Linked DNA regions of Mus musculus: region 1 is linked to region 2. Evidence: chromatin contacts called from public promoter capture Hi-C data. All regions are on one chromosome and are shown on one strand. The core of a region is the stretch at or near the end of the contact, and the rest is flanking DNA. Distances in the headings are between cores, read along the strand shown.

Region 1 (2,700 bases), core at 31-2,530, 97 kb before region 2:
CTTTCAGCTTCATTTCCCACATTCCTTTCTGCAACACAGGACAACTCACTTGTCTGTGGGCAAACCCTGAACCTGTGGGCATTGATTGTTAGCAATTCGCTGTCTCCAGTTTGCTCCATGTGCCCTATGCAATTCATTCTTATGTTCTGCTTCGCTTCCCAGGAGTCTGTCCAACCTTGACCAACCTTCTCAGTAGCAATAGCTTATGCAGGACCTTTCCTTAATTCTGGGCATGGGCGAGGTCCTTGAAGCAGGGTGTCTCCAAAGGAGTATGGAAAAGTACTTCCCCTCCTCGCAGGCCTCAATTTTCTTGTTTGGAACGGGTCCGTTGGACTGGCAGGTTAAAGCTCCAGCCAGGGTTGAGATTTTAAGCAGATAGAATTTCATTAAGTGGCAGGGACCTTCTAGGTCGCCTACTCCACTTCTGCAGAAGGAGAAACTGAGTACGGTTGGTGTTTTGTTTTTGTTTTTGTTTTTCTTCCAGAAAGAGCCGTGTTTTTCTTTGCCCTAGGGGTAAGACTTCCCTGGAAGGAGACAGTCTTATTTTCTTCATCTGGTCAAGCAGGAGGAACTCTTGGACTTCTAGGGGGTCCTGCGCGCCCGGAAACACGTGTGTGCTCACCTACGTGTACGCACGTGAGCGCACCTACAGCAGCAGGGGGCGCTCGGGCCGGCAGGGGGCAGCACAAGCCCGGCGCAGCCCCGGGGGAGGAGGGCGTGCTGCAGTGCCGGCGGCGGCGGCTGGAGGTGCAGCCCTCCCAGGTGGGAGGCGGGGGCTGCGGGCGCAGGAAAAGGCGCCCCGGGAGCGGGCGCTCGGCGGGGGCCTCCTCGGGCCGGGCGCGGCGCGAGTGGGAGCGAGCGCGCCGGGAGCACGCAGGCGCTTTGCTCCGGCTGGCCCTCGGCCGGCGCGCGGCGCGGGAGCAGCCCGCAGCCGGGTCCCCCCGCGGCGCTCTTCGCGGGGCAGCGGCCACGCAGCAGCCGGCACCGACCGACCGCCCCAAGCGCGCGGCAGCGACAGCGGCGACAGCAGCGGGACGGTCCCCCGGGCCGCCTGTGCGCGTTCTCTCCCGCGCGGCTACTCTCGGCGGGCGCTGGCCCGGCCGACGCGTCCCGCGGGCGGCCGGAGCGCGGCGGCGGCCTCGGCTGGGGCGGGAGCGAGCCCCGGGCCGCAGCCCGCGGGAGGCGGCGCGGCGCGGCGGGCACTGACGGCGGCGCCGGGCGCTCCCGGGCGGCGGCGCGGCGGCAGCGCAGGGGGCGGAGGCAGGGGGCGCCCCCGGCCAGGATGCTGCGGTTCCTGCGCCGGACCTTTGGCCGCCGCTCCATGCAGCGCTACGCGCGGGGCGCGGCGGGGCGCGGGGCCGCCGGGCTGGGGGACGAGCGCGACGGGGGGCCGCGAGGGGGCCCGGCTGCCGCCGCCAGCTCCTCGGTGCTGCCCGCCGCGCCCGGGGGCAGCGTATTCCCGGCCGGCGGCGGGCCCCTGCTCACCGGCGGCGCGGCTGTGCACATCTCCGCCTCGGGAGCTGCCAAGGCCACCCTTTACTGCCGTGTCTTCCTGCTCGACGGAACCGAAGTGAGCGTGGACCTGCCGGTGAGTGACGCGGCGCGTGCGGGGCACTAGCAGCCTGCTCTGCTTGGGTCAGAACCCCCTGTCCCAGTCTTTCTTTCTCTCTGGGAAGCTACCCGGGCTGTTTTTTGGGGACCCCTCCCCCATCTTCTGCCAATCTTCCCCAGCCATGAACCCTCCCAGACCACCAGCCCGGGTATGCTCTGGGGCCCAGTCTTTGGCACCTTGCAACCGCAGGGTTGCGGCGCCCTTCTTTGGCGACCACCTAGGATTTTTGTGCCTCACTCCTACCCCATGCTATCCCATGCACACGTCCCTACGTCCCCTCCCCTTGGCGCAGGTGGCTGGCATTCCCTGCCAATGTTGGCCTTCGGCTGCTGGATTGAGTAGAATTTTTCAAGCGACGCAGGGCTGTTCCGGGGTATCCCGCTTTGGGTATCAGGCCTTGGTGGAGAAGAAATCCTTGCCTGCTGCTCAGCAGGTGCCCCAAGTTTGGGAAGAGGCTTAGGGAACAGTTTTGCCGCTCTGCCTTCTCCCGATTCCCCGTGGATGGCCCCCATAGGGAGCCTATCCCAAAGTGCTCCCTGGCTCACAACCTCGCAGGGAGTGGAGCGACTTGGGAGCCAACTCAGGCCAGGTCCGCTTTGAACGGAGAGATAAGCCTTGGCGTGCTGGGAGTTGGCCCCGGTCCCCTCTGGACTGGCCTACCCACTCTCTCCCACACCCGGCAGTTTGCGTGGTTCGTTCAGGGCATCCCGGGGTGGCAGCACCAGGGCCTGCGTCCGGTTCACACACCCACAGGTGGTTGCACCCGGGCCCAGTTCCAGTGGCAAGCTAGGCCAGCGCCAGTGTCTCCGACAGGGAGTCCAGCCGCCAAAAGAGCCTTTTTGGCCGAAGGGGCCAGTCAGATCCTATCAAACGCTGCACTAACGGGCGCCCACTGCGCTGCGGCAGACGGTGCCTTCGGGAATCTTTGGGCATGACTGAAGACACCGCAGTAATTGAGCTTTAGATGAGTTACAGATTGTCCGGAGTGTTTAGGCCTCCGGACAGTCTGTAACTGGGTGGTAGGAATTCGTTGGATTTAAGGAGAGAACACTTAACCTGTAAGGGTTTCAGATGGGAAAAATCAGCCT
Region 2 (2,700 bases), core at 173-2,672:
AACATTTTAAACCGTCTTAATGAGCAGAGAGAAGGATGTGCCTTACGTATATGGTCTCCTGAAGCACAGCATTTAATGCTCCAAACTGGAATGCCAATGGGAGGCTTCCATGGTAAGCTTGAACTCTAAAGAAACACATGTATGCGAAGCACAGACGCTTTCTCGTTTGTTTCTCCTGCCTTCTCAACTGGAATAGACTAACTGCAGAAGCTTCCAGAACAAAGAGAAAGAAATTGAAATCTAAGCTAAAGAAAGGGAGCAGTCAGGACATATTTGACTTGAAAGAAGAAACAGGACTGTGTGAGAAAGGAAATCAGGGTTAGGCTACTGTGTGTGGTGACACTAAAAGAAAAGCAACAAAGTAACAACATGGTGAGTAACAAAGAAACAGACCAGTCCAGTGCTGTGGGAGGAAAAGCTGGAGTAGTGCTGACCGGGCGGGTTAACCTGTGTCTGGCAAGAGCAATCAGGAAAATGGAAACGAATCTAGGCATTTCCTACAGAGGGACTTTCATACAAGGCTCGATTATACAAAGGACAAAAGAACTGGACCTGAAGTACCACTGAAGCAATCCCAACATGAGAGTAATTGGAAACTGCTTACCACCCCAGAACCAAAGGATAAAGGATGAAGGGTGATGGCACCACAGGAATCCAGGGTAGGGGCTTGGGCTACAGAGCACTCATGGCGGATGCTGAAACATCTGTGGGGCACAAGATGGCGAGCCAGGGTAGGGGCCCAGAAGTGCACTGAACTCCTTGGAGTGGGTTGGGGAAAGTGGCATGGAGCCTGCGATTACTCAGCCTAGTGACCAGTGGAGCAAAGAGGGCACCTCAGCTTCCTGAGCAGGCACAGACTGCTCCTTTCAGGAGGGTGAAGTGGTTCTTCATTTCAGAAAAAACATATGTCAATTTCCCATCAATCCCCATGGGTTTGTCATCCAGATGGGAGACAAGAAGAGAAACAGCAGGATACCTACTCTTAGGCACACACCAAAGCTATGCAAGACCTCCACACCCAATGCCTAGTATACCCTGTCAGCTCCAGGCCTTAGAAGTTGAAGAACCCTTCTCTTACAATGTCCAGTGTTCCCCTGCCCCTGTCCACTCTTCCATAACTGTCAGGACTTCCTTACTTCAAGCATGTCTACCCCAGGAGGTCTCCTCTAACAATGTCTCAGGCTAGACTGAAGTCCTTCCCCTGCCGACTGCCGTGCCTGGCACAGTGCCAGACAACAGAGCTGGTCCCGGACTATTGACTGAGTGGACTGAGGCTTTTGCTGGCCTCCCATGAACCAGCCCTTCTTCCAGCACAGCTGGGACACAAATACATATGGCGGGTTCTGTTCCTGCTGAGCTTACTGGATGGTAAAGAGCGTGAGGGTGTCTCAGCCCGAGGCTTTTGAGGAGGACTTGGATTCTCCTGATGAGTACTCCATGCTGCCTTAAATAGAAGCTGAGCAGATGGTAAGACACAGCAGATGGGCAGCCCTTGGGGCACCGAGTGGAAAGGTGGGAGGCCTGGATTGTGTCCCGGACTCAGCTGCTGGTCTCCGGCTGTGTGACCTGCTCCCCTCCCCTCCCATGGTGAGCCCATATGCAAAGTGAGCTGGTTGCAGGTTGGAGAAAGGTGGTAGTTCCCAGGCCAGCTGCAGGATTTAGAGATAGGTGACCATGTCTAGAGGAGAATAACATCCATATTTCCAAAGATCTCCAGCTTTACTGGGATCTGTCTCGCATAGTGCACAGTTCAGCAAAATATACAGTTGGTTATATGCATGATGTTGTTTGGTCATGGTTTTTGCTATTTTAGGAACATTGCATTCCTCCCCAAGAAATTCAGTAACAATAGACTGTCAATCCTGATTCCTCCTACTTCCGAGTTACTTCTAAATAACTCCTAAGCTTCCCCCCACTTGTCTGGTCTACACATGTCCTATAAGAGGAATCACGTATGTAGCCTTTGATATCCATCTTCTTCAAGATAGCATAGTGTTTTCAAGGTTCATTTAAATTATAACATGATCCTGGGGTTCACGTCTTTTTCATGGCTTTGTAATTTCCCACTGTAGTGATAACCACATTTTGACTATCTGTTAATGGATGAACTCGATTGCTTCTACCTTTGCGTGATTATGAATAATACTGAATGAGCATTCAGGTACAAGTTTTTCATGGATCTTTTTTTCCCTTGGATTCTTATCTTGGCGTAAATTGCTGGACCATGCAATGATATCTTTAACTCTTTGAGGACCCACCAGGCTGTTTTGTTTTTGTTTTTTTTTTTTTTCCAAACTGAATAAACCATCTTACATTCCCTCCAGTAGCATATAAGAGTTTTCCTAGTGGCTTTAACATCTGCCTGAGTTTAAACCTATAGAACCAGAGGGTATTGAGGACTCCATTATAAGGTTCTGTGGTTTCTTATCCCAGCTTAGATCCCCAGGGCCCGTGTCACCCAAAACTTGCGTACACTGCAAAGGTTGTGATTAGCTTCTCAGGAGCACCTTCACTTGGCCTTTTCAAAAGAAAGCCCTGAGTCCAGCCTCACCCTTTCCTTGCCCTGTCCTGGTAACAATTCTGGTGGTAGATTCTAGAAATACTGTGGCTTTGCAGAATCTCAAACACCCCATGAGCCTCAGTCTCTAGTGAGCCTGGAGTTGGCCTAGTATCCTGACCCTTGGCCGATGTCCCTAAGGC

Evidence for each region. Promoter capture Hi-C pulls out the DNA fragments that hold promoters and counts their contacts.
Region 1: a promoter capture Hi-C map of hippocampal neurons shows a contact between it and region 2, with 4 times the contacts expected there. The contact joins the promoter of Epb41l4b here to the enhancer-like site in region 2. A contact is called at or near these places in 7 of 39 promoter capture datasets (cranial neural crest, embryonic stem cells, epiblast stem cells and 4 more), 15 of 484 Hi-C or Micro-C datasets (CD4 T cells, CD4 single positive thymocytes, brain and 7 more), 12 of 115 datasets of contacts at active chromatin or transcription factors (the 230-238 cell line, bone marrow-derived macrophages, embryonic hindbrain and 6 more) and 5 of 9 other capture datasets (adipose tissue, embryonic stem cells, liver and 2 more).

What each region holds. Positions count from the first base shown.
Region 1 is chr4:57,141,736-57,144,435 of GRCm38.p6, reverse strand. It overlaps Epb41l4b (erythrocyte membrane protein band 4.1 like 4b), which reads left to right and starts at 1,280. Exons shown (of 25, transcript NM_001355492.1): 1 at 1,280-1,588. The coding sequence starts at 1,283. It overlaps LOC108168956, which reads left to right. Exons shown (of 2, transcript XM_017320489.1): 2 at 445-1,178. The coding sequence ends at 1,178.
Region 2 is chr4:57,045,048-57,047,747 of GRCm38.p6, reverse strand. The region is part of intron 15 of Epb41l4b (erythrocyte membrane protein band 4.1 like 4b); the gene reads left to right. Among named protein-coding and RNA genes, the nearest start is that of Gm34738, 3.7 kb to the left of the region's middle. Within about 2 kb of position 1,422, at least 8 of the 459 cell types and tissues checked have an H3K27ac peak or open chromatin away from gene starts, as enhancers often do. A contact at or near this core is called in hippocampal neurons, where this site is marked.